Linked DNA regions of Mus musculus: region 2 is linked to region 1. Evidence: chromatin contacts called from public Hi-C data. All regions are on one chromosome and are shown on one strand. Each heading gives the region's core, a stretch centred on a gene start, on an enhancer-like site or on the middle of the called end of the contact. The rest is flanking DNA. Distances are from core to core; before and after follow the strand shown. Region 1 overlaps Ankdd1a (ankyrin repeat and death domain containing 1A). Region 2 holds the start of Pif1 (PIF1 5'-to-3' DNA helicase).

Region 1 (7,622 bases), core at 4,625-7,124:
CGTTCTCTCTTTTCCTGCTTTCTATAACTGCTGCACCCACCTCCAGGTTAGAAGAGGAGCACCGGTCATTTTTATGCTTTCTTGGGCATAACCAGAGGGTCGAGGCTGGCAGCCTGCTGGCCACTCCCTACACATCAGCTTTTTTGCTTTCCAGTTGAGCACATCATTTTGAGTATTAGCTGTTGTATTTCTAGACATTACATTTGGAATAAAAATTGAATTTCAGCCAGTGGCTTCTGTGATGAGTGAGGCTGCCCCTCTGGGCTACTGGCCAGTGCTGTGTGATGTCGGGTGAACAAGTCCATCACTCTGACTGCAGCACGGCTGGCTGTTACCTGCTGACTGCCGCTGTAGCCTACGTGCTCTTTTAATCTTTTTCACTAATGGGATTGTTAAAAAAGAGATAGAGTCTCATTTAGGCTAGGCTGGCCTTGAACTCATTATGTGTCAGGGCTAGCTTAGAGCTCCTGATCCCCCTGCCTCCACCTCCCAAGTGCTAGGATTACAGATGTTATCCTGAAAGATCACCAGATGCCCGATAGAAGTGGTTTTAATACATATGGAGAACATAGTAAACTGTCTCCAGCTCTTGATCCAATGTAGAAAACGTCCAGCCTGTGGATAGCCTTGTCTCCCTCCCGCACTTTTCTACATCCCTTCCTATCCTGGATGGCTATAAAGCATTTCCATGTGTCCTTTCAAGAGATATGATAGGATACTTGAGACGCTGGGGAGATGAGTCTGTGAGTAAAAGTGCGTGCTGGACGAGCATGAGCACTTGAGACCGCCCAGTGCCCGTGCACAGTGTCAAGAGTGTCCAGGCAGCCTGTAACCTCAGATAGCCCAGTGCCCGTGCACAGAGTCAAGAGTGTCTAGGCAGCCTGTAACCTCAGATAGCCCAGTGCTCGTGCACAGTGTCAAGAGTGTCCAGGCAGCCTGTAACCTCAGATAGCCCAGTGCCCGTGCACAGTGTCAAGAGTGTCCAGGCAGCCTGTAACCTCAGATAGCCCAGTGCCCGTGCACAGTGTCAAGAGTGTCCACATAGCCTGTAACCTCAGATAGCCCAGTGCCCGTGCACAGTGTCAAGAGTATCCACACAGCCTGTAACCTCAACACTAGCTGCAGGGCATCCATTCTCTGGCATCTGCCCACACATACACAGATATATACACCCATCTGTATACAGGTATCTATACAGTAACAAAGAGGTTATTTGATAATAAAGGTTGAAATATCTGTATATGTAAGGGGTTTTATTCAGTTCACATAGTAGAAAATTTATACAATATACACACATATAGAAAGCTATAATTAACATTTTGAAAAAATTAACACTTATGGGAAATTATTGACATAAAGCTAGAAAAAATTAATATCTTAACTATAACCATAAAAAACAAAAATCTTGGGCCAGCAAGATGGTTCAGCAGGTAAAAGCCCTTGTCACACCAGCCTGATAACCTGTCTTCAACCCCCAGAAACCACAGTGGAAGAAGAGAACCATGTCTACACATTGTCCTCTGCCTTGCATGTGTGTGCTGACACATGTACATGCCCATGGTCATACACACATAGTAAATTCTAAATAAGCTGGCATGGTAGTGCATACCTTTAATCGTTAGCACAGCAGAAGCAGGAAGGTGTCTGTGACCATGAGGCCAGCCTGGTCCACACTGTGAGTTCCAGATCCATAAGGAACACCGCCCCCCCCCTCCTTAAATAGAAACCAAGACTCTTGGCAGGAAGATGGCTGCTTCAAAGCAACAGGTTTACAGCTGTATACTGAAGTAAGTAACTGACTGCAGGTGACCATGGGATTGATTCATCAGGAGCTTAGTGGGGTTCTCCGAACACCAGAGATCTGCAACAACACCAAGAGAAAGTACCATCTACCATCTGGCTGAATCCCCAGCCTTCCCCTCTACCCCTGCACATACACACACATACTACACAGAAAGGGACAAAGAGCTTGCTATTGCAGTTTCCTGGACCTTGAAGACTGATAGCCTTAATATATAGGAGCTCCAAAGTCAGCAGTGACCCGGCTTTGGAAAAGGAATTCACGTAACTCCCAAAGACCTCACTGTGCAGTAACCAGCAGCCATCTTGAGAGGGAACCTACCTTCTGAATTTGGACTGCATTGGAAGTCTGAAACACATGCATATTCCCATCTGCGCAACCCTATAAGCACTCCACCGCATTAGATGGCTTATTAGGTCCTGCCTAGCAGAGTCATGGACACACACCAACTGCAAATGTGTGGATGGGAGCTGGCAGCGTGATGCAGAGGGGAGTGGAGGGTGCTGTCCACAGACCCAGGGGATTCTGAGACAGACATGGCTCCCCACCTATGGCTTTGATGCTAACACCAGGGACTCTCTCCAAGCAGCTCCCACCATTCTTCCAGCACACCCAAGATGTCTGCTGCTAGCTGTACAGAGTAGGAACTCAGGTGTCATAGCTCCTCCACCTACAGAGTTGTGCTGAGACACAGTAGCAGTACCTCTCTGGCTCTGGCTGTAACCCCACCTCCAAAGCCCACAGCCTAAGAATGTCTGGAAAGAAACCCATCCCTTGGCCATAAATGCCCTGCCTCTCTCTTATGCATGTATCACAGCTGGGGCTTGACATCTGGTAGACAAAACAAATGAAAGAGTTGCCAGGAGATGTTGCAGGATATTTGGTCACACTGTGAACCTCAAGACTAGTTTCTAGTTGTGGTGTGGCTTGGCCCTTAGAACATACCTTTAATCCCCCTGGAATACAGTTACACCTTTAGTACACACTTTTAATCCAAATAGTAAAGTAGTGTTTGAAGGAATCACCCATGTTTGAAAGTGCTAGCTAATTGAGTGGTAGCCAAAGTGATGAATCAGAGAAAGATTTGACAGAACAGGATCTGCCCAACTCTCATGAGGAGAGAGGGGAAAGGGACACTACTTACAAGAAAGCAGTGCAGAGAGAAAAGGAGAAAAGAAAGGAAGGAGGCAGTTTTCCAGGACAGTTGTACAGAGACAGGTTATACAGACAGAACAAGCTAGACACAGTTGAAGACAGAACAAGCCAGAGACAGAGAAGGAGCTAGAAAATTACAGCATATTGTCGAAGTTAGTATGAGGCCAAGCAAAGCAATTCAGAAGAAGCCAAGAACAGCCAGATTGAATCATTCGGCTTGGAGAGGAGTTTCAGCCAGAGCAGCTCAGTTGAACCTGCCAGCCAGAGATCAGAAAGAACTAGAAAGTGTGAGCATATTCAGCAGTAAGTCTCAGAGGCTGAAAACATTTTAGGCCTAGATTAGATTTTACAAAAGCTAGAAGTTTCCAGGACTAACTAGCCTCCGAGACGATAGGCGGATAAAAGTTCCGATTACAAGGAGAAAAGCTCCAATAAGCATGCATCGCCACAGGAGCTGGGGGTTCACCCTTTGATTACCACTAACAAGAAATGCCAGAGTTGGAGTTGGTCCTTGTCCCTGCCTCTCCTTGTGAAGATTCTGGCCCCACACTAGTATCTAATTCAATGGGAAAGGGCCTCCTGGCCACAGTTGGAGCAGTCACTCTGGAAATGCTGAAACAACAGCAGATCCCCACTGCTCACTAGAACCCACCACTCACGCTGCTGGAATAACAGAGTGTGCCACAGACACCCTACCTATATCACACCTGCTAAGCTGCTCCTGTGAAGCCCTTCATTGGACGGTAGTGTCCCGATTCAACCGCATACAGTAGTCACTCTGTCCATGCTTCGGAGAGATGACATTACACTATCCAGCTGGAAATAAACATTGTAGCAGACCAATAAACCCCTAACACACCCTTATGAGAAAGCCACTTACTAAGAGGGCCATCCAGGGGCAATGAGATGACTCATTGGGTTAAGGTGCTTGCAGCCAGGCCTGAAAACCTGAGTTCAATTCCTGGAAGCAGAGCGCCAACTGCAGTAGGCTGCCCTCAGACCTCTACGCATGCGTCATAGCCCACGCTTGCATACCCACGCTTGCATACCCACACTTAAACCCAACGAGATGGCTCAGCAAGTAAAGAGTTCAATTCCCAGAACCCACACAGTGAGGAGAGGGAGCCAAATCTTGTCCTCTGAGTTCACACACACAGACCATGGTTAGAGCACATGATATATGGTTAGAGACAGACACACAGTACATAAAAATGAAATATGTCTTAAAGAATACCAAATATCTCTATGTCTCAGACTTTTGTCCCTACCATAGCTCTGGTCACACTGGTCTTACAGGAGAGTTCCAAGTACTTTGCTCAGGCTCCTACAGGACCAGTGCGGCCAGTAAGCCAATGTGGCACCTGACAAGCCAGACGCCACCAGGCTTCCTCTGTTTAGTGGTTTGACACCTCTTGTAAGCGGTAAAGCTGGGGCTTGGCATTTTAACTGGGTGCACCTAAGGCTCCAGGCAGGCCTTACAGTTTCCAAACCACACAGCTGCTGTGCACACCCATCCCAGTGCCAGAAGATACAGTGACTGCAGGGCTGTCCTGTGCTTTCTTTCCAAATCCTCCCTGAGTGAGTTCACTCTCTCTAAAACCTTTCCTACCTGCTCCAACACTGGGTGACTGACTGTAAGCTGCCATTTCCAGTCCTGACTGTGTCTTAGTCAGGGTTTCTATTCCTACACAAACATCATGACCAAGAAGCAAGTTGGGGAGGAAAGGGTTTATTCGGCTTACACTTCCACACTGCTGTTCAATACCAAAGCAATTCAGGACTGGAACTCAAGCAGGTCAGGAAGCAGGAGCTGATGCAGAGGCCATGGAGGGATGTTACTTACTGGCTTGCTTCCCCTGGCTTGCTCAGTCTGCTTTTTTTTTTTAAGATTTATTTATTTATTATTTGTAAGTACACTATAGCTGTCTTCAGACACACCAGAAGAGGGCATCTGATCTCATTACAGATGGTTGTGAGCCACCATGTGGTTGCTGGGATTTGAACTCAGGACCTTCGGAAGAGCAGACAATGCTCATAACCGCTGAGCCATCTCTCCAGCCCCCAGTATGCTTTCTTATAGAACCCAGGGATGGCACCACCCACAAGGCCCCCCATCACTAATTGAGAAAATGCCCCACAGCTGGATCTCATGGAGGCAGTTCCCCCAACTGAAGCTCCTTTCTCTGTGATAACTCCAGCCTGTGTCAAGTTGACACACAAAACCAGCCAGTACAGACTAATTTGGTTGCAAGCCTAACAATACTTTTTCAGACATGCCTTTGAGACTGGCCTTCTACTGGAGCCTCAGACTCCTCCAGGCTAAACTACAACCACTCCTCAGCCAGTCTGTCAAACCTGCCCTGCGTCTTCTCCCAGGCATCTTGGAGCCTCTGAAACTTCCACCCTGGCCACCCACACCTAGGCCTGCAAGGCTCAGAGAGAAGCCAATGCCAAGTTAAAACTTGGTGCACAAGATGGGGTGAGATGCTGGACTCTGAAGCATGCCCTGCCCACCAGACAGGAAGCTGCGGGGCTAATGATGCCTCTGGACTAACACAACTGAGTCTTCTGTCACCTGACTTCCTCTGGTTCTGATGCAGGGTGCTCTGTAGTAGAGGCAGACTCTGAATTGGCTGACAATGGGAGGCTGGCTGTGCCCACTGCACCCTCCACCACCAGGCTGAAGGCCTTTCTTGAAGAAGAGCTGTCTATGTAGCACATTTCTACACCTAACACAGACTAACAGATCTGCCATCCACCCTACAGAGCGCAACCCTTCCTGCCACAGGCCAGGACTTGATACTTCCTGGCCCCTCACTGGCTCTCCCAGCCTCCTCCCTCTGCTAGCCTCTGTGCCATGAACACACTAGTCTGATCTTGTCACTTGCTGGAGAAACCAACTGGAACATTGTGAAATAATGCGGAAGTAAAACCAGTTTCTGAAATTCTAAAATAGAGCTCTTGGACTGGACGGATGGCTCAGCTGTTAAGAGAGCTGGCTGCTCTTCCAGAGGACCAGGGTTCAGTTCCCAGCACCCGAAGGACAGTGTATAACCTTAACTCCTCTTGCAGCTTTTGTGGGCACTGCACACAAATGGTAGACAGACAGACATCCAGGCAAAACACCCATACTCATAAAATAAAAAATAAAAGTTAAACACTACAATTTTAAGTACGGCTTTTACTGTTTTCTGAAAAATTGCAGAGGACAAAACTTTTAAAAGCAACTTCAGTCATAGCTAGTGCTATACCTATTTAACGAGTTATATGAATGCACTTCGATATATGATGTGACCCCCAAGATTGTTCCCAACCTCCATAAATTATCTATCTTGAGACCACTGGAGAAAGTCATCCAACTGTAAGTATATAAATATATAGCATATACTTGATAGATTACATTTTGTGCTTGCATATATTTTGAAAATATATGCATGTTTTGTATTGTATTTGTGTTATGTATATGCATTGTATGTACACACATTAGATTTTTTCCCCTCCAGATCTGATAGAACCCAGGGCCTTTGCACATGCTAGGCAAACAATTTACCACTGAGGTACAAACCCAGTCAGGAAAATATTTAAATATATGTTTTAAAAAAAGAAAAGCCGGGCATTGTAGCGCACACCTATAATCCCAGCACTTGGGAGGTAGAGGCAGGCGAATTTCTGAGTTCGAGGCCAGCCTGGTCTACAGAGTGAGTTCCAGGACAGCCAGGGCTACACAGAGAAACCCTGCCTCAAAAAACCAAAAATAAATAAATAAATAAATAAATAAATAAAACAAGAAAAGCCACAGGGTGGTGGTGGCATATGCCTTTAATCCTAGCACTTGGGAGGCAGAGGCAAGCCTTGTCTACAGAGTGAGTTCCAGGACAGCCAGGGCTACACAGAGAAACCCTGTCTTTAAAAACAAAACGAAAAACAACATAAAGAAAGGAAGAAGGAAAGAAAGAAAGAAAAAGGAAGCTAGGAAGGAAGGAAGGAAGGACAGTTAGCAACCTGCAATCTGAGGCAGATTAACATTTGTTTCCCATGAGGGACAGGAAATTTCCCTCAAGATCCTGCAGGCTCAGTAACAGCAGTCCATTCCTGGGGCTGGCTCAGGGCTGGGGCTGGCTCGGGGCTGGCTCAGCTTGAGAAGTGCTTCCAGAAGAGAACACGTGTGAGGCGCCAGGCCCATTCACGCTCCCATTCTCCATCCCATTTAGTTTGTGTGAGGCACCAACATTTAAGTTTATTCTGTGGCATTAGAGATTGAGCCCATAGCCTCGTGTGCCATGGGCAAAGGTACCACTGAGCTCTGTCCTAAGCCCTTGGGGGTTTTGTGAGTCAGGGTCTTATTATGTATTCTGAATTGATGTGGAACTCCAGATCCTCCAGCCTCCTCTGCCTCTCAAGTGCTGGGATTGTAGGCGAGCACATCTGTGCCCCGCCAAGTTTTCAGTTATGGGATAGGAAAGGGACCCCCAGCATGCTCTCAGCAGCCCCCATTCCTTTCCTCTCCTTCCTTTTCCCCCACTTCCTTTTCTCTCCTGTGTTCCAGGTGCAGGATTCCCAGAGGAACCTGCCTCCCCACCCCCCATGGCCCTGCACAGACCTCAGGCACTCCATCTGCCCCTCCCCTCCCCAGCAACTATCTCCTCAACTCCCACCTCGAATTCTC
Region 2 (7,285 bases), core at 1,859-4,358, 94 kb after region 1:
CAAGCAAAAAACAAACAACTAGAGAGATGGCTTGTGTTTGTTTGTTTGTTTTTTAGGACAGTTTCTCTGTGTAGCCCTGGCTACCTGGAAGGAGACCAGCTCACCTCTAAGATCCACCTGCCTCTGCCTTCCAGAGTGCTGGGATTAAAGGTGTGTTCCATCACTGCCTGGCTGAGAGATGACTTTTTTTTTTTTTAAGATTTATTTATTATATGTAAGTACACTGTAGCTGTCTTCACACACTCCAGAAGAGAGCGTCAGATCTTGTTACAGATGGTTGTGAGCCACCATGTGGTTGCTGGGATTTGAACTTCAGACCTTCGGAAGAGCAGTCGGGTGCTCTTACCCACTGAGCCACCTCACCGAGAGATGACTCTTACAGAGGACCTGGATTCCAGTCTAAGCACTCACAAGGTGGTTCACAACCATCTGTAACTAGTTCCAGGTGATCCAGTGCCTTCTTCTGGCCTTGACAAACGCATGGCACACATTCATACATGCAGACAAATCACTGGCACACAAAATAAAATGAATCAATCTAATCATTACAACAAAACAATTCCCAAATTTCACACACACACACACCACAACCAGGGATGTTGGCATCATGTATTCCTAGCTCTTAAGAGGCATAGGCAGGAGAATTGCTCGTATAAGACTACCCAGGGCTGTATCATAGCATGTCCTAGGCCAGCCTGAACTCTCTAGCAAGACCCTGTCTCAAAACCCAAAAGAAGCTACAGGCAGAGGCAGGCAACTCTCTGAGTTCCAGGTAAAGTTAGCCTACAGAGTGAGTTTCAGGACAGCCAGGGCTACACAGAGAAATCCTGTCTTGAAAAAACAAAACGTGAGTGTGTGTGTGTGTGTGTGTGTGTGTGTGTGTGTGTGTGTGTGTTAGAGAAAGAGACAGACAGAGACAAGGTACAAATGTGGAGGTCAGAGGACAACTTAGAAGAGTAGGTTCTATCCATCCATCCACCAAATGGGTCTGTAGGATCAAATTTAGGTTGTCAGGCTTGGTGGCAGGTGCCTTTAACTGCTGAACGATCACTTGGGCTCTACGGTAAAGTTCTTTTAACCTTTCTGCATTATATTTTCTTGAATATTTTCATAATAAAATGTTAGGGCACAAGGGTCTGAGAATAAGAATTATAAATTTGGGCTGGAGAGATGGCTCAGTGGTTAAGATCACTGACTGCTCTTCCAAAGGTCCTGAGTTCAATTCCCAGCAACCACATGGTGGCTTACAACCACCCGTAATGAGATCTGATGCCCTCTTCTGGTGCATCTGAGGACAGCCACAGTGTACTTACATATAATAATATTTAAATCTTTATATTTAAAAAAAGAATTATAAATTTTTGGAGGCAGAGGCAGGCAGATTTCTGAGTTCAAGACCAGCCTGTTCTACAGAGTGAGTTCCAGGACAGCCAGGGCTACACAGAGAAACCCTGTCTCGAAAAAGCCAAAAAAGAAGGAAAGAAAAAAAGAAAGAATTATAAATTTTTATCTCAGTAAATACAGAGTTTTTATGTGATGTTGTGAATAGCTTTTAAATTTTTAATATTTATTTAAACATATATGCATATGCACACACATCTATATGTTCATAGAGTTTTTCCTACATGTTTGAATGTGTGTACCAGAAGGTGTTAGATCTCCTGGAACACAAGGTTGTGAGTCACTGTACTAGCTGAAAACAAATGGTCTTAACCTGTGAGCCATTCCTCCAGTTCCAACGAAAACATTTTCAGGATTAGAGAGATGGCTCAGCAGTAAAGAGCACACATGGGTCTTGCAGAGATCTCCAAGTCCCAGACCCCACGTGGTGGTTCACAAGCATCAGTTTCAGGAGGTTCAACAGGCACACAAGTGGAGCACATGCAGGCAAAACATTCATACACATAAAGTAAAATAATTCTTAACAATTCTTATAATTCTTATTTTGAATATCAAATTTGAGGGCTGTACACTCTGATCCTCAGCGCTGACTGGCCACAGTGGTAGATGCATGGAATTGTAACATTTAGGTGGAGGCAGAAAGATCAGAAACTCAATGTTATGTCCCTGAGAGTAGCAACTTAGAGATATTTGAGGCTAGCCTTGGATATATGATATCTTGGAGGGAAGAGGGGGAGGGGAAAGAAAGAAGAAAGAAAGAAAGAATGAATGAATTTAGTTTGTAGTGGCTATTATTATCTGTAAAATGAGGTGACTGGACCCACCCAGAAGATCCCTTCCAGCTATGTAATTTCAAACTTCAGTGAAGGAAAAATAATAATTAAAAGTAAGTTTTCAAAGCTGGATCTTGTCAAGTGCTTATAGTCACAGCTATTTAGGGAGCTGAAGGAGGATCCCTTAAGGCCAGGAATTTTTAAAACCAGCCTACACGGATTTCTGAGTTCGAGGCCAGCCTGGTCTACAAAGTGAGTTCCAGGACAGCCAAGGCTACACAGAGAAACCCTGTCTCGAAAAACCAAAAAAAAAAAAAAAAAAAAAAAAAAAAGCCTATAAAATGTAACAAGGCCCCAACTGAAAAAGATAAATTCTCGGAGTGGTCAAAGCAACCAGAGGAGTAAGAATTCCCTGAGAACAAGGACTAACTGGCTTCCTTTATAACCACTGGACATCTGTAGTCTCAGCAGGGTAAAAGACAAGGGGGCAGAGAAGGGCAAAGAATTAGGGAACAGGGAAGCGGACTTGGCTGGCCCAGGGAATGACCTGAACAGGAGCCAGTGGTTCGTTCTGTGGGTGGGAACAGGGTCTCCCCAAAGCCAAGCACAGTCATGTGGTGGTGGTAGAATGAGAAAAGCAGACAGCGTAAATTGAAGGGTTCTCAAATCTTTAGAGCCGCCTTGGGTAACAATACGCCACGCGCCACGGAGCCGCAGCCCCATCCCTACCCCACCACGCCCACTCGTGGAACTCTAAAACGCACCCAAGACCAAACACAAAAAGCCTGCTTCTGGTTAACTGTCCTCAGAGAGTTGGAAAGACGAAGAAACGCCGGCCCGTAGACACGCCCCCGCCCCTGTCCCTGATTGGCTAGAGAATTTAAAGACCAGGCCGGTGATAGGGTGGTTTTTCTATTCCTAGTATTTGAATGTTCTTCCTGCTGAAGCTTTCTGCCGGCCGGTTCAGATCAGCTTTTTCATCTGAAAGCAACGAGTCTATCGGATCCTTGAGGTGGGAGGCAAAGAACGCGATTATTTTAGTGATCCTCGCTGGGAGAGGTACAGATTCGTGGGTCAGACGGAGGGACAATGGATTCCTGGGCCTGGAGGTTCCAGACATTCCCTAATCATTTACCCTTTCCAAAGCACTGGAACCACACTGACCCTGATACCTACTAATTGGTTATTGAAGGGGGTGTGCAAGTCTCAGCCTGTTTTCACTTCCAGCCAGTCTCTTTCCCATCGCCCAACGTGTGATTATTGTTCTGCTTCCTGGGTAGAAGTCCCTAACGAGTCCCCTGTTGGCCTGGGTGAGTCTCCTCAACAAGCTTCTTTTCTGAGCAGGAACACCTTTCTAATGTGGACATTGCAGGACAATCGCTCGCGAATCCTAAGTGCATGTGACCCCACCTTCCAGCAGCAGAGGACGTTTCTCCTCGCTCCAGAGTGCTTGGAATATCTTGGTGGCACCTTCTGTTACCAGTGACAACCTGTTGACACTAAGAGGTCTGGACAGGATTTCCCGTCACCGCAGCCATACCACCTATTACATCTCGATTTTCTGTGACTTATGCGCTCCGGTCTCTGCACGCCTGCAGAGGCATTGGAGATGCCTTCTAGCACAGAGGCGGCGACCGATGAATGTGACGATGCGGAGCTCCGGTGCCGGGTAGCCGTGGAGGAGCTGAGTCCTGGAGGGCAACCTCGCAAGCGCCAGGCCCTGCGCGCCGCAGAGCTGAGCCTAGGTCGAAACGAACGACGTGAGTTAATGCTGCGACTGCAGGCACCGGGACCCACGGGGCGGCCACGCTGTTTCCCGCTACGCGCCGTGCGCCTCTTCACCCGCTTCGCTGCGACTGGGCGCAGCACGTTGCGGCTCCCCACCGATGGAGTCCCTGGAGCTGGCTCAGTGCAACTGCTCCTCTCCGACTGTCCCCCGGAGCGCTTGCGCCGCTTCCTGCGCACGCTGCGCCTGAAGCTGGCGGTTGCCCCTGGGCCGGGACCCGCCTCTGCCCGCGCACAGTTGCTCGGCCCGCGGCCCCGAGACTTTGTCACCATCAGTCCAGTGCAGCCAGAGGAACTGCAGCGTGCTGCAGCCACCAAGGCTCCAGATTCTGCGCTGGAAAAGCGGCCAATGGAATCCCAGACTAGTACGGTGAGAACCAAAAAGGGAGTGTGGGCGAGCTATTATTGAGGATCGAAGAAACCCTGGAGGCCCAAGGTTGGGGGAAGATAGTCAGGAGTATTAAGGAGACAGCTGGTGATTTGAAATGCCCATCGTACCTTATTTGAATATGATGGTGAGGTGTAAATCATCCATGCTTACCCACCAGTAAGTCCCAAGATTAGATAAGCTGAGAACAGGAAACTAGGATCCTGGCCACATCCAAAGAAATAGCGGCGGAGGAGACAAGACAAAAACTTAGAGGAAAGAACGGGTATTAAGTCCCAGAAGAGAGGAACTTTGGGAAATAATAGAAAGGGATCAGGGGCAGGCAATCGTCCAATCACCTGAGGAGAAAACCATCAGGTGGATCTGACGGAGCTTTTAGATTCGATCGGGTGTGGTCACCAATCTAAGATGCCTGACACTGAACTGATGAAAAGCCAGAAATGAAGTCTGGTATCTGTCGGGACTAAGTTCGGATGACCCAAGCCTGCTCAAAGTTCCAAGTGACGTCAAGAGCACAGCAAAGGGCTGTTTTGCAGTGCATACAGACCAAGCAGCATGGCAGGAGGTTCTGACACAGCCCTGTTCCTCCCAGGAAGCTCCAAGGTGGCCCCTGCCTGTGAAGAAGCTGCGCATGCCCTCCACCAAACCGAAGCTTTCTGAAGAGCAGGCCGCTGTGCTGAGGATGGTTCTGAAAGGCCAGAGCATTTTCTTCACTGGGAGCGCAGGTAATAGAGCAGGAATAAGGTGGTGGGCAGCCCTAGGGGGGAGCAGGCAGGCAACTCTGACTTTGCCTACTACCCAGGGACAGGAAAGTCCTACCTGCTGAAACATATCCTGGGTTCCCTGCCCCCTACTGGTACTGTGGCCACTGCCAGCACTGGGGTGGCAGCCTGCCACATTGGGGGCACCACCCTTCATGCCTTTGCAGGTAAGTGTGAGCCCTTGGGCTTGGGGTAAGAGCAAGCCAGACCTGTGGCAAAGGAGGGAGAGATGAGGGGGGCTGGGATTTCAGCCCAGACTGAATTGCGTCACTCATAGGCATCGGCTCAGGCCAGGCTCCCCTGGCCCAGTGCATGGCCCTGGCCAATCGGCCAGGTGTGCGGCAGGGCTGGCTGAACTGCCAACGTTTGGTCATTGACGAGATCTCCATGGTGGAGGCAGACTTCTTTGACAAGTTGGAAGCTGTGGCCAGGTCAGTACGGACGGCAAGGGCAGTCACTGAGACCTGAGTCTGGTTATTTCCTCCAAGGGGTTTGCCCACCGAGCATCCGTCTCTAAAGCACTCCCTGCTCCCATCCAGAGCTGTCCGGCAACAGAAGAAGCCATTTGGAGGGATCCAGCTCATCATCTGTGGGGACTTCCTACAGTTGCCACCAGTGACCAAAGGCTCCCAGCAGCCTCAGTTCTGCTTTCAGGTACTGGTCACACCCTAACCCTGACCTCTGCTTGTGGGGGACTTACATCCCGATTCTGATCCTATGCTTGTGGGGGAGTCTCCTCTGATCCCTGACTCACCCCTGTCCTTTCCCCACCAGGCCAAGAGCTGGAGGAGGTGTGTGCCTGTGATTCTGGAGCTGACTGAGGTGTGGAGGCAAGCAGACCAGACCTTCATCTCTCTACTGCAGGCTGTGAGGTTAGGCAGGTAGGTCCCGGAAAAGCGGCCATGAGATGAGAATGCATGAATGGGTTTATGTTATTATGTTTGGGGGTGGCAGGTCCCATGTAGCCAAAGCTGGTAGAGAATTTGGATGTCCTTGAACCCCTGATCCTCTTACCCCTACCTCCTCAGTCCTAGGACTTACAGGCTTTAGGTAACCACACGTAGTCCAGGGAAGAGGGAGCGATGCTTGTCCTCAGGATTGAACAGTCTGTACAGGAAAACAAGGTCTGGGACAACTTAGCATAGAATATAGTCAAAAATGATATAACATCAATCAATCAATCAATCCATCCATCACTCAACCAATAAATGCTATGGCATTGGGCATTGTGGCTTACAATTGCAACCACAGGACTCGAGGCTGAGGTGTAGAAGAGTGAGTTTGAAGCCACCCTAGGCTATTTAGAAAGACTCTCTCTCAAAACAAAACAAACAAAAAAACAACAGCAAACCCACTCCTTATACCATACCTCACATAGAAACACAGGTTAGCTGGCTGGAGAGACGGTTCAGACAGGAAAGTGCTTGTTACACAAGCACACGGACCTGAGTTTGGATTCCCCAGTGCCTATGTAAAAAGTTGAGGTTGACAGCAGATGCCTGTAAATTCCTGTGCTAGGGAGGTCAAGACAGGAGAACTCTTCAGTTTGCTGGCCTGCTAACTAAGCTCCAGGTTCAGTAGGAGACCCTGTTTCAGAAATAAAAAAAAATAAAAAATAAAAAAAGAAAGAAAAAAAAAAAAGTGCCAGGTGTAGTGGCACATGCTTTTAAATCAGCACTCTGGAGGCAGAGGCAGGTAGATCTCTGTGAATGCAAGACCAACTGGTCTACATAGTGAGTTCCAGGACAGTAAGGGCTACATACTGAGAACCTGTCTGGAAAAACAAAAACAAACAAATAAACACTGGCTAAGAGTAACTAAGGAAGACTCAGCATTGACTTCTAGCTTGTAGAAGTGCACACACTGGGCTGGAGAGATGGCTCAGTGGTTAAGAGCACTGACTGCACTTCCAGAGGTCCTGAGTTCAAATCCCAGCAACCACATGGTGGCTCACAACCATCTGTAATGAGATCTGATGACCTCTTCTGGTGCGTCTGAAGACAGCTACAGTGTACTTAGATATAATAATAAAAATCTTAAAAAAAAAAAAAAAAAAAAAAAAAGAAGTGTGCACACACACACACACACACACACACAAGACAAAGAAAAAGAAGAAGAAGAAGAAGAAAAAAAAATACCCAGGCTAGCTCTTTCAGCCAAAGCCGTAGGCAAGTTAC

The links. Hi-C and Micro-C count contacts between places; a contact is called where the count stands out from the background.
Region 2: a Hi-C map of bone marrow-derived macrophages shows a contact between it and region 1, with 45 read pairs. The contact joins the promoter of Pif1 here to the enhancer-like site in region 1. A contact is called at or near these places in 6 of 39 promoter capture datasets (the C10 cell line, cranial neural crest, embryonic stem cells and 2 more), 2 of 15 datasets of contacts at CTCF or cohesin (CD8 T cells and large pre-B cells), 4 of 484 Hi-C or Micro-C datasets (the HPC-7 cell line, bone marrow-derived macrophages and liver), 12 of 115 datasets of contacts at active chromatin or transcription factors (the 230-238 cell line, the HPC-7 cell line, the NIH/3T3 cell line and 7 more) and 4 of 9 other capture datasets (adipose tissue, liver, macrophages and 1 more).

The regions. Positions count from the first base shown.
Region 1 is chr9:65,487,232-65,494,853 of GRCm38.p6, forward strand. It overlaps Ankdd1a (ankyrin repeat and death domain containing 1A), which reads right to left. Exons shown (of 15, transcript NM_001370871.1): 15 at 1,240-1,861. The coding sequence ends at 1,770. It overlaps Spg21 (SPG21, maspardin), which reads left to right. Exons shown (of 9, transcript NM_138584.2): 9 at 1-1,239. Among named protein-coding and RNA genes, the nearest start is that of Ankdd1a, 29 kb to the right of the region's middle. Within about 2 kb of position 5,875, at least 24 of the 459 cell types and tissues checked have an H3K27ac peak or open chromatin away from gene starts, as enhancers often do. A contact at or near this core is called in the HPC-7 cell line, the SCID.adh cell line and bone marrow-derived macrophages, where this site is marked.
Region 2 is chr9:65,584,066-65,591,350 of GRCm38.p6, forward strand. Pif1 (PIF1 5'-to-3' DNA helicase) reads left to right here and starts at 3,109. Exons shown (of 12, transcript NM_172453.5): 1 at 3,109-4,329; 2 at 4,940-5,072; 3 at 5,150-5,275; 4 at 5,386-5,539; 5 at 5,648-5,762; 6 at 5,883-5,989. The coding sequence starts at 3,784.